2 separate regions of the Capra hircus genome follow, and region 1 is linked to region 2. A link is a contact called in public Hi-C data. All regions are on one chromosome and are shown on one strand. The core of a region is the stretch at or near the end of the contact, and the rest is flanking DNA. Distances in the headings are between cores, read along the strand shown.

The links. Hi-C and Micro-C count contacts between places; a contact is called where the count stands out from the background.
Region 1: a contact with region 2 is called in a Hi-C map of blood, with 4 times the contacts expected there. The contact joins two enhancer-like sites. A contact is called at or near these places in 2 of 5 Hi-C or Micro-C datasets (both in blood).

What each region holds. Positions count from the first base shown.
Region 1 is chr11:92,038,570-92,045,167 of ARS1.2, forward strand. No RefSeq gene overlaps it. Among named protein-coding and RNA genes, the nearest start is that of DAB2IP, 30 kb to the right of the region's middle. Within about 2 kb of position 3,487, at least 3 of the 5 cell types and tissues checked have an H3K27ac peak or open chromatin away from gene starts, as enhancers often do.
Region 2 is chr11:91,921,750-91,928,069 of ARS1.2, forward strand. LOC102168270 (N-acetyllactosaminide alpha-1,3-galactosyltransferase) reads right to left here. Exons shown (of 7, transcript XM_018055705.1): 6 at 5,127-5,264; 7 at 1-786. The coding sequence ends at 93. Among named protein-coding and RNA genes, the nearest start is that of DAB2IP, 150 kb to the right of the region's middle. Within about 2 kb of position 2,347, at least 3 of the 5 cell types and tissues checked have an H3K27ac peak or open chromatin away from gene starts, as enhancers often do.

The sequences.
Region 1 (6,598 bases), core at 2,237-4,736, 120 kb after region 2:
CAAATACTTTATCTGACAAGTCCAAATCTTGCATTATATTTGAGTCTTGGTGTGATGCTTGCTTTGTCTCTTCATACCAGGCTGTTTTGTGTCCTTTGGCAAGGCTTGTAATTTTTTGTTGAAAGCTGGCCATGAGGTATCTGGTACTAGGAACTGAGGTAACCAGGCTTTTAGTGTGAAGTTTTATGTTAACCTCGCTAAAAGCAGGGCTGTCTTTCAGGTTTGCTGCAGCCATAGGTGCCAGAGGCTTCAGTTTCTTCTAGTTCCTTGCTGTTTTCTCTCCTATTGTCTTTGAGTCTCCCTAAGAAGTCTATCTTAAATAGCATCTTTGTCTTGCAGCTCTCTAAACAATAGTTGACCTGTTGACGTGTGCTATGGCACTGGGGAGGGAAGCATTCTGTAGTCTTACGATTAAATCCCAGTTGTTTGTTCCATTTTTGTAGTGTGCCTGAGTGGCTGGGCTGTGACTTTATTCTGCCTGCCAATGCAAGAAACACAAGAGACTCAGGTTTGATCCCAGGGTCAGGAAGATCTCTTAGAGGAAGAAATGGCAACCCACTCCAATATTCTTGCCTGGAAAACCCCAAGGACAGAGGAGCCTGGAGGGCTACAGTCCATGGGATCTCAAAGAGTTGGACATGGCTGAGCACACGTGCACTGCATAAGTTCCTGAACTGTGAGCTTCTTAGCTCCTCCCTCACTCCCATTTAAGACAGGACGTCTGCCCTTTACCAAGATCAGATAAGACTCTGTAAAGCAGTTTTCCTTGGAGGCAGACCTTTGTTACTGACAAATGTGTTGTGCTTTCATGCTCAGTTGGGTCTGACTCTTTGAGACCCCATGGTACTAGAGCCTGCCAAGATCCTCTGTCCACGGGGTTCTCCAGGCAAGAACGCTGGAGTGGGTTGCCATTTCCTTCTCCGGGGGATCTTCCCGATCCAGGGGTTGAACCCACAGTGGCAGTGGGATGCAGTGGGATGCACTGGCATCTTTATCATTGGCACCACACGGCTCCCTTACAGACAGAGACCTAGGTGTATTTGAAAAGTGGTCAATTCCTTCCCTGTTGCTCATTGGTAAAGAATCCACCTGCAACGCAGGAGACTTGGGTTTGATCCCTGGATTGGGAAGATCCCCTGAAGAAGGAAATGGCAACACACTCCAGTATTCTTATCTGGGAAATTCCATGGACAGAGGAGTCTGGCAGGCTAATGGCAGGGTACAGTCCATGAGATCACAAAAAAGTCAGACTTGACTTAGCGACTAAACAACAGTGACTCTTCCTCTGCTCCTTCTAGAAGTGAGAGAGAATTTCTCTCTAGCCTTCTTTGTGAGAACCTGGAGATAAAACCTGGAGCTAAAGCCCACATATATTTTATCTAGGAATTTTAAACTCTCAACGTGGTCCACACTGAGCCTCCAGCAATCTATCAGTTACCATCAGGAGTGCTCCTGCCCATTACGGCTCCAGAGGCTCCCCTGGGGAGGCTTATCAGGTTGTGATTCTGTGTTTTCCCCCTGAGTCCAGTTTTTCAGGAAGGGTGTGCCCTGTGAACTCAGTTCTCTGTTGGACCCAAGATTTGCAGTTTCTTCAGTTTGGTCTTCCTGCAAGGCTGGAAATGATACCTCCTGAGGTCTTTATGTGTTGAAGTTGGAAATGAAAGGCTGTGTGTATACATGTAACTTTTAAAAAACACTTCTTAAATGTCATCCTAAACATTTTCGGTTATTATCATTTGCAAACTGACAGACTCCTGTCCTCAAGGCGCTCACAATTTGGAAGCAGGTGGCAGAGAGAGTCTGTCATCAATTTTGGAAAATTCTCAGCCATTCTTTCTTCCAAAATCTCTCCTCCTCCTTTGCCTCTTTCTTCCCTTTTGGGATTTTCATTACACATGTGTTTGACCTTTTGTAATTGTCCTACAGTTTCTGGGTTGTTTTCTTTTTTCTTTTCTCTCTCTCTTTTTTTTTTTTTTTTTTGAGCCCATGGCTTGTGGAATCTTAGCCCCCACCAACCAGGAATCAAACACGGGCCCCTGGCAGTGAAAGCACCAAGTCTTAACCACTGGATCACCAAGGAATTCCTAGTTTTGAATATTCTGTTCCCTTAATTTTTTTCCCATTCTTTTTTTCTCTTTGCATGACAGTTTGAGACATAAATAATGACATCAATAAATAAATGGGATGAAGAGTAAGGAGTGCTGAGAAATGTCCCAAGAATGTCTATGGGGGACCCTGCTCCACCAAGGTGGAAGCTGAGTCAGCATAGACCACATGGCCACAGTGCCCATTCCTCTGGGATCTGAAGGGTGCTGGGACAGAGAAAGAGGCAAACTGGAGGAGGCAGGAGGCCCTGGTTTCTCCAGCTCCCGGCCAACCGCTTTGTCCTCTAGCCTTGTGCCTCTCTGTTTAATTGTCCTCACCTTTAGCTTGCTTTGTCAGCTCCTCTGTGCTCACCTGGGCTATTGATTCACAGTGGAGATGCTGAACGGAGCCAGAGCGGGGGTGGAGAGTGGGCTCTAACAGCCCTCCTCCTCGAGACTGGTTAGTGATACCCTGTTAGTGACGCTGGGAAGAAAGAAAGCTGCCAGGAGCGCTCTGGTCCCAGCATCCTGCAGCCACCAGCCTTGAGCAAGGCAAGCGAAGGCCGGAGCCGCATCCTATTTGCTGCTGTGTGCCCTTGCATGTGTTAGCCACACTTCTTTGACAGCATATGCTGTGAGATAAACATTATTATCCCCACTTTGTTGTTTAGTCGCTAAGTTGTGTCCAACTCTTTGCAACCCCATGGATTGCAGGACTCCAGACTTCCCTCACTCTCTCCCAAAGGTTGCCCAAATTCATGTCCATGGAGTCACTGATGTTATCCAACCATCTCATCCTCTGCCACTCTTTTCTCCGTTTGACTTCAATCTTTCCCAGCATCAGGGTCTTTTCCAGTGAGCTGGTTCTTTGGATCAGGTGGTCTAAGTATTGGAGCTTCAGCTTCAGCATCAGTCCTTCCAATGAATATTCAGAGTTGATTTCTTTGAGGATTGACTGGTTTGGTCTCCTTGCTGTCCCCACTTTACAGACAAGAAAATGAGGCACCAGGGGAGGGGGTGTGCTCATCTGGCCTTTCTGCATGGCGCTCGAAAGGGTCAGGACTGGGATTCAAAGCCAGGGTCCCAACTTTAAGGCCAAGCTCCCTCCCCTTTACCCCCACAGGGGCAGGCAGGCCCGGTGTGAGTGAGCCTTGCGCTCTATGACCTCTGCTGTCAGCATCTGACCCCTAGATGCACAGGCGAGTGCTGCGGGGGATGGCAAGGCAGGCCTGATAGAAATCTGGCTCACCGCCTCCATTGTCTCAGCATCTTGTAATCTAGTCCTGGGCAGGGGGCTACGGGTGGAGGCCACTTTTCATGGGAATTCAAGCAAGGGAGGAGTGTGAACCAACAGACTGGGACCCAGGCCAAGAGAGCAGAAAGAAAGCTGGGGCCTCAGCCAAGGCTCCAGGCCCCCGGGAGCCTCCAGCTGGATGGGGCCATGCGGGCTGGTCCAGATGTGGGTCACAGAGTTGCTGACGGCTCCTTGTCGGCAACAGAGAGAAAAAGAGCCAACTAAGGGGACAAGCCAGCCGATGAAGTGCTGCCGTCCAGGGAAACGGGCCTCTGGCCACTCAGGGAAGGAGCCAAATCTATTCTGAGGAAGGCTTCCCAGGTGGCCCAGTGGGTAAAGAATCCGCCTGCCAATGCAGGAGAAACAAGAGACGTGGATGCAGTCTCTGGGTTGGGAAGATCCCCCTGGGGGAGGAAATAGCAACCCACTCCAGTGTTCTTTCCTGGGAAAATTCCATGGACAGTCCACGGGGTCGCTAGGAGTCAGACACAACTGAGTGAGTGAGCAGCAGTTATGAGGGAGCAGAGAGCCTTCTTAGAGGAGGGAACCCCAGGGGTGAGCAGAGGCTGGTCAGGGCAAGAAGGGAACAGGGCCTTTCGGGGTGGGGGCAGCAGGTAAGAAGAGCTTATTGGTGAGAGCTGTCTCTTCCAGCTGAGGAGTTCAAGTTCAAACAGTTCGGTCTAGCCTGAGAGTCAGATGTGAAATACAGCATAGCAAGAAATGAGGTTGGGGTGTGGAAAGGATCCAGATGCCAGATAGTAAGTGGGACATACTTACACTTAAACAAAAAAAAAAAAAAAAAAAGATTGTTTATCTGAAATTCAAATTTAACTGGACATCCTGTATTTTGTGTGCTAAATCTGGCAACTCTAGCCTTGGGGGCCATTTGGACTTAATTCCTAAGTCGTGGGAGCCATTAGCAGCTTGGTGAAATTTGCTGTTTAACAGGAGGTGAGCAGTAGTGTGGAATGCAGGGGACAGGGAGACCAGTGAAGAGAAGCTTTAGGGGTGAAGTGTGGATGGGCACGGAGAGATTTATTAGAGAGGTAAAGTAGTAGAACTTGGTGAGCAGTTGAGTGTGGAAACAGAAAACAGGATGGTCAAGGATGACACCCAAGTTTCTGGGCAACTAAACAGAAGATGGTGGCCTTTCCTAGGAAGAGAAACAGATTCAGGAGGAGGGAAAAGCCAAGGCCAGCTTTTGACATAAGGCCTCTCAAGAAGAGGGGTCTGGGACACAGCTGGAGATGGGATCTGGATCCACGTGAGGGATCAGGGCAGGGAGCCAGCATTTGGAAATGATCAGCTTTTGGAGGGAAACCTCTGAATTTGTGGGGAGGGAGGAAGCCCTCAGGGAAACTCTCTAGGGTAAGAAGGAATGGGGGCTGAGAAGGGACCCCTGAGAAATAATAATATTTCAGAGGAAGCAGAGGGAAGAGAAGCCAGAAAATTAGATCCAGAGGCTTCGGCAGAGGTTTGGAGAAACACAGGAAGGGTCTTCATGACACTGTGTCCCCCCAAGAATCTAAGGCAGGACAGAGTCAAACAAGAACAAGCTTGAGAGGGTCAAACGTTACCAAGCCGTTAAGTCATGTGAGAACAGAAAGTGATCCTGTAGACCTGGTCCTAGAGACCCAGGGAGTGTGCTCCAGGGATGGGCAGGGGCAGAAGCCAGGTAGGAGGGGGTGAGGACACAGTGGGAGGCAGGACTTTGATTGACAGCCACTTGGACATGGTATCAGCCCAGGTATCTGCCCTCTGTCCCTCCTCAGGCCCTGAAACTGACAGTGAAGGGTAAGAGCAGGTATAAACCAGCTCATGATCACAACGAAGCTGGGACAGGAGCACAGCAGAAAAGAAGACCTCAACAAACCTTTGGAAGAAGGGATGCTAACAGAGAGGTAGCTACAATCTGAAATGCATGCAGAGGGATTTCTCTGGTGGCTCAGTGGTTCAGGCTTCACTGTTCCACCGCAGGGGACTCAGGTTCCCTGGAACTAAGATCCCACAGGCCGCAGGGTGTGACCGAAAGAAAAAAATTAGGAAAAAATGAAGTGCCCTCAGAGAAGAGACAAAGGAGGAGACAGTCAGTTTGTCCTGAGCATCCCAGAGGCTCAGGTCATGGAGGGGCCAGGTCTGGTGGGAAGCCTAGACGCAGAAAGATGTCTCTCAGGTCTTACAGGGGTAAATGACCACCTGCAGACCAGTAAAGAATCCGCCTGCAATGTGGGAGACCTGGGTTTGATCCCTGGGTTGGGAAGATTCCCTAGAGGAAGGCAGGGCAACCCACTCCAGCATTCTTGGCTGGAGAATCCCCATGGACAGAGGAGCCTGGAGGGCTATCGTCCATGGGGTCGCCAAGAGTCGGATATGGCTGAGCAACTAAGCACAGCACAGGACAGGGGAACTGAGTCACAAAGGACTCACAAGTGTCAGGCACAGCAGAGAAGAAGACTGAAAGAGAAAGTAAGGGACATACAGTCTGAGTGATGGGACTTTAGCCCCCTTTCCCTGCTCTGCTCCCCAAATATAACAGCCAGAAGTATTCCCTCTTGCCCTACCCCAAGCTGGCAATTGAAAGAATTCTCTCTGAATCTCAACTGAAGGAATTCTCTCTGGAGGGTTCCCTGGTGGCTTAGTCAGCAAAGAGTCTGCCTGCAACGCGGGAGACCTGGGTTCAGTTCCTGGGTTGGAAGATCCCCTGGAGAATGAAATGGCAACCCACTCCAGTATTCTTGCCTGGAGAATTCCATGCGCGAGCTTGGTAGGCTACAGTCCGTGGGGTCACATAGAGTGTGACTAACTAAGTGACTCACTTTTCTTTTCTCTGGATCTATGAAGTCCCAAAGGGTGGACCTCCATTGAAGATGATGACTGGAGGCCAGGACACTTCAATGAGGAAGCTGATGGGAAAGTCAAGCTGACATGTGTTGGGACCTGAACCAGGGTCGCCTCAGAAGGGAAGACGAGAGGTGGATTCTGAAAAGTATTTGGAGGCAAACTCTGTGAAGGGAGGAGGCGGCCGGCTGACTTCTAGCGAAAGGGACTTGTGGGGATGGAGGGGGCATTTACCAAGATAGAAAGCATCTTCAGCAGGCAGGATCCTCAGGGGACTGCCCAAGGAAGGGACTTTCAGTGACAAGGCTCCTGTTTCGAGTTCTGGGACGGAGATGAGACTGGAGGATGAAGCTAGGCTGCCGTGAACTGAACTTGGTTGAGA
Region 2 (6,320 bases), core at 1,097-3,596:
TTTTTTTTTTTAAAGTTAAAATTAAGTGTTACTTTTCTGAGGAAGTAGCCAGAATAATACTCTCTCAAATTCAAAAATGTACTGGCACAAAGTCAGACGTTATTTCTAACCACATTATACTCTTTTGTCTGCCAAGACATCTTGACAAGCTTAATATCCGCAGGTAGGCCTATGTGATAATCCCAGCAGTATTCTGGGGATAAGATTTTAGTGGGTTTGTTGAGAAGGAAATACTTGTTTAGATGGCTCTCATCATGCCATTGGGCTTCTATGTCATTTTTCTTGTCCTTGAGGATTCCTTTGAAGCATTCCTGGGTGATGTTAAGGACCTGAGTGGGTGTTCCCCCAAAAATGGCTGCATGGTAATAAAAATCCCCTTCGCCGAAGGGAATGTATGCTGCAGACTCCTTGCGCCTCTCGTAGGTAAACTCATCGGGATCTGCCTTGTACCACCAGGCCTGTAGCTGGGCCACCGACTCACCCAGGGTCTCCACCCCGAACTCGTCTTGGAAGACCTGGTCCACGTCCATGCAGAAGAGGAAGTCAACCTCACGCTGGATGTGGGCCACGATGTGCTCCCCGATGGTCTTCATGCGCACCATGCTGACGTCCTGCCACCTCCTCTCAGGCTTGACCTCAAACACTTTGAAGGAGCGCAGAGGGCCCAGCTCTATCAAAGGCATCCTGGAGACGTCGTCCACCATGACGTAAAAGATGACTCGGTGGCCAACCATGAAGTGCTTATTAGCAGATGTTAAGAACTCCTCCAAGTAATGCTCAATGTATCTGAAACAAAGAAGAATGGGATAAACGTAACCTCTGGGACTTCTGCAGGTTTCTCCGGTGGGTCAGTGGTAAAGACTCAGCCTGCAATGCAGGAGACGAGGGAGGTGCGATTCGAACACTGGGAAGATCCCCTGGAGGAGGAAATGGAAACCCACTCCAGTATTCTTGCCTGGAAAATTCCATGGACGGAGGAGCCTGGCAGGCTACAGTCCACAGGGGTCTCAAAGAGTCGGACAAGACTGAGCGGGTGAACACACACACTGGGATTTGCTGTACTATTATTTCTGGCCGCTCTCCACCACACAGTCACTCAACTTTGAGGAGATAAAGTGACTTACCTGATGATTCTGAAAGGTGACCAGGCAGGCCAGCCCCTCCTCTCTCACTCTTGGAAGCCAGTCAGGTGGAGAGAACATGTATTCACAACTGCTCTGGGCCCTACAGTGTAGCTAAATGATACAGGCCCTTCTCCAACATCCAGACACCTGCAGTTTCTCGTGCTATGGATGAAGGGTGCCTACGTCTTTCTAATTCTGTGGTTCAACATCAGGAGGCCCAGGGCCTTCAGCTTTATAACCCATATTCTTCAATATCAGCTTTCACCGCAGTGAAGATGATCATCACTACCATCTACCTTATTTATCCCTTTGTCTTATTTATCAGTTGGTTCAGACTCTGGGTAGGCGAAAGTGTGCTAGTCCTTTTTTGGTACTGTTTTATTGAGATATAATTGACATATAGCATAGTTTAAGTTTAAGATGTCCCAAGTGTTGATTCGGTATATTCATCTATTACAAAAGGGCTTCCCAGATGGCTCAGTGGGCAGAGAATCTGCCTGTGATGCAAGAGACGCAGGAGATGCAGGTTTGACGCCTGGGGTCAGGAAGATCCCCTGGAGGAGGGCATGGCAATCTGCCCCAGTATTCCTGCCTGGAAAATACCATGGACAGAGCAGCCTGGTGGGCTACAGTCCATACAGTCACAAAGAGTCAGACATGACTGAAGTGGCTGAGCATGAAGCACACATATGTCACAAAATTACCACCACTGTAGCATTAGTTCGGAGAAGGCAATGGCACCCCACTCCAGTACTCTTGCCTGGAAAATCCCATGGACGGAGAAGCCTGGTAGGCTGCAGTCCATGGGGTCGCTAAGAGTCAGACATGACTGAGTGACTTCACTTTCTCTTTTCACCTTCATGCATTGGAGAAGGAAATGGCAACCCACTCCAGTGTTCTTGCCTGGAGAATCCCAGGGACGGGGGAGCCTGGTGGGCTGCCGTCTATGGGGTCGCACAGAGTCGGACACGACTGAAGCGACTTAGCAGCAGCAGTAGCATTAGTTAACACCTTCATCGCATCACATAATCATCATTTCTGTTTTGGGGAGAAGATTTGAGATTTATTATCTGAATAACTTTATAAATATAGAAAACAATATTATTAACAATAACCACAATGCTTTACATCAGATCCCCAGAACTTGCTCATTTTATAACTGGAAGGTTGTACCCTGTGATCAACATCAGGTGGCGCTAGTTCTCAGGCATCTCTCAGAAACCCCAACATCCACTCCAATGTTATCCTGCCCTACCAGATGAAAGGGTGGCACGCCTCTTAGGTCCTTTGGGGATGCCTTAAGACTAAGCATCGCCACTCTCTTCTCCTTCTCTGGGACCCAGAGAATGGGTTATGGGGGACATGAATATCCTTCCACATTATACATTCACTTTGAGAATTTTCTAGTGGTTACGCCAAACACCAATACATTATCCAGCTACCACCATTATAAGACCCATCCAAATACCAGAGCAAACACCCTCTGATTTAAACTTATTTTAACTATCTCATTTCCTTTCCTAAAAAAAGTTCACTCTTGGTTGTGTGTATTCTATGGATTTCGACAAATATATAATGACAAGTATTTTTCACTATGTATGATATCATACAGAGTATTTTCACTGCCCTAAAAATTCTGTATTCTGCCCATTCATCCATTCCCCTTTGCCGACCCTTGGCAACTACTGATCTTTTTACTGTCTCCATAGTTTTGCCTTTTCCAGAATGTTACGAGGTTGGAATCTGACAGCAGGCAATCTTTTCAGAATGGTTTCTTTTACTTAATAATATGCATTTAAGGTTCCTCTATCTCTTCCATGGCTTGATAGATTTTGTGTTTTTTGCACTGATAATATATTCTACCACCTGACGTACCACAACAGTTTATTAATCCATTCACCTACTAAAGGACATCTTAGTTATGTCCAAGTTTTAGAAACTATGACTAAAGCTGCGTTTAAACATCTGTATGTAAGATTTTGTGTGGCTATAAAGTTTCAGCTTTTTTTGGTGAATACCAAGGATGCAATTGCTAGACTGTATGATAAGAATATGTTCAGCTTTCTTCCAAAGCGGCTGAACCATCTTGCCTTCTCGCCAGCAGTGAATCAGAGTTCTGCTTGCTCCATATTTTTGCCAGCAGTTTGTGTTGTCAGTGTTTTGGACTTAGGTCCTTCTAACAGATGTGGTATTTTAGCTATTTACTTATTTATTCCAAAAACATGTTCATGTCTTTTGTGAGCCAAACTACACACTTATCATGTGACAGCGTGGGGATGATAGAGAAGGAAAGAGGGAGTTGGCTTAACACAACTTGCATCACCCCCAGACTCATGCTCAGCGGATGTGGACTAAGTTTAATTTACTGATCACACTCACGGCCAGTTATGACATTTTGTGAGTAATAATAACTGGCATTTGTTTTTGCTCCTTAGTTGCAGTTTGGATTCCCATTTGTTTCTACAAAAATAAACTGTGGTTTTAATATTGGTCTCTGGAAAAACCCCGGGGTTTACAGTAGAATATATCTGAGCAATATGAAGAGGGACTTTGCCATGGCTCTGAAAAAAAAATCTATTGTGCCCTGAAGCTTGGAAGACAATCCTAGGGGGAGGGGAGGGGGCCCTTGTGAGGGTTAACATTATTTAGAGATGAAAGCATTGCAATTGGCTCCGGGCACTATTATTTGAAAACAAACCAAACATCACACCTCCTAAAAGTCCAGATCCACTCTTGGGAGGATTTATTGCTGCAGAGTACAAGCAGTCCCCTCCTGCCTCCAAGAGGAGAGCTCAGGGTGTACAATTTACTGTTTGGTTCTGTGAAGCTGCGAATACGAGGGTGAAGCCATCGTGGAACCGCTGGCCACATTCTGTTCTTTGTGGAAACATCAGGAGTAAATCAGTCTACAGGGTGGCTGGCTCGTCCCCTCTCATACCAAAGGATGAGGTGAGCTAAGCATCTGCTCCAGACTCATAACAGTACAGATTCTTCCAGTAAAAATGTCAAAATTCCAGAGTCACCCTTCTCCATCAGAGATGCCCCTGGGATCAGCACAGGTGGTGACATCAGGACTTGACCAGTAGGGTGAGGGCGATGGCTTCCGGGCTCTGGGCTGGGGACGGTCTTGGAAGTGAAGACGCACAGATCCTCACTCAGATCCACCCGGGCCTTCACCGCTCTCTGTACAAGCGAGCAGTCAACTTCCCATGTGGCGCTCGGAAAAGATACAGATGGGAAGGCCCGTGGAGGGGGGTTGCAGGGAGGAGGCTAATAGGAAAAGTAAACCTTTGCTTTCGTTTTGATAAAGAAAAAAAAAAATCACCAAAGGAACAAAATGGGTTATATTTTAAACTATTATCACAGCTCCAACTTTTAAGTAAGAATGATTGCAGTTTGGGGAGAAATGTCGTTCTAAACAAGGAACTGGAAGCAGAAACAGGAACCCATCCAACCTCTGGAAGAAGAAGTTCTGGTTGGCCAGATCTCCGGGGGCCAAAGCCTCTAGGAGGAGAAGGGCAGAGGCAGCTGCGGAAGCCTGGGGAGAGTGGTCAGCCAGGCTGACGTGGGGAAGCTCCGCGCTTAGTCACTTCTGTCCTTAGTTCTCAGTTGGGGTCTTGAGTGTGTGGGAGAAACAATGACACACGTTTGGGCTGTCTAATAGCTGGCATTTTTGGAATTCCCAGAGAGGGCCGTGGAGGTCAGAGTGGAGGCGGCGCTGTGTGTGCTGGAAACTCCAGGCCCAGTGAGTGTGGCAGACACTCTAACCTGCAACCGAGGCCTCGCTCAGGTGGGAAGCTGTCCACTCCCATCCACTGTCTTGTTCTCAGGCTCTTGGGGCCTCAGCTAAAAGGAGCCTGAAACAGTCCTATTGCTCCATTCTCCTGTCTAATGATTCAGACACATCCAGGAACAGCCTCCATGAGCCCAGGGAGCCCCTCACCAACCTTCTGACAGTGGGACAAAGGAAAAGTCAAGGTTATTTTTATTAGCGACACCTACCTTCCGACGGCGAAAACCGTCAGGCCGACGGTAATTTTCTGCTTGGCGTAGTAATCGTCTAAGACGGCTCGGTTGTAAGTGCCTTCCCACACCACGGGCGCCTTCCAATCTGTCATAGTCACAACCTCGGGGCGTTTACTGGTGACAAAACAGAGTCCATGAGTCAGGATGGCCTTGCTAAGGTGGGACGGAGACATCTGATGGAAAACGGCTCAGCCGTGGCTGGTGGTAACCATCCTTGAATCCTAATGGGAGTTTAACCCCAACAGTCAGCTGGCAGTGAGACATCTGCGGCATCTTCTGGGTGAGGAACAGGAGACGGTGGCCCAGGTGCCTGGGGGCTGCTTTAGCGGGGGCCCTAGGGGGGTCTTACCTGTATAGCTCATGCCCTCTGTCCCCCTTTCCTGCCTCCCCTATCCTCATCTTCCTTCAATATCCCACTCCCATCTCCCCAGCCCCTTCCTAAGCTGCCAGTGGCATCTTTAGACCTTATTTATCCCAATGGGTGCCATCTGACCCAGAGAAAGCCCTGATGCCTGACGCAGAGGGACAAGACAGTGACATTAGAGATGAAAGAGGAAGAAGCTGTTTCAATCTGCCTTTTGCCAGAAAGGAATTTTTGGTTGTAACCTGGGTATAGGACTAAGGGGTTTCTGGTGTTATTGTTCATTTGACATACAAGGAGCAGACAGTCACTAAGAAAGGATCCTGCAGGCTCACAGTAGCCAGGGATGAAACACGGGGACCCTGGCTGTCACCTCTCTCAGATCACGTCTCCTCCTTACAAAGCCGGGGGTGGGGGAGGGGAGTGTTCTGTGCACTCAGCACACTTGAAAGGGACTTGGCAGAGCCAACACAAACACAGGAAGCAATGTAAGAGCGAAGACAAACCAACCAACTATAAAGAGTAAATGCAGAAAGGCTGAGCAGAGGCTGGGGCCCAGGCTAAGGCGGGAATGGGGTGGGGACTCAGCTCCAACCCCATTTGGGTTTGCAAGAGACTGCCCTTCCCTGGCGGGAAGTGGAGACTGAAGCACAGTCATTTAGAGCAACCCCTGTCACACAAGGGCCCCGCCATGTGCCTGCACTTCAGCCACTGCGGGGAGAGGCCCAGTGACTGGGGCAAAGTCTTGGTGGCCCCATCGGGCCCCTGCTGTGTGCAAGTGGCCTTGGTGAGGCTATCAAAGAGATGTT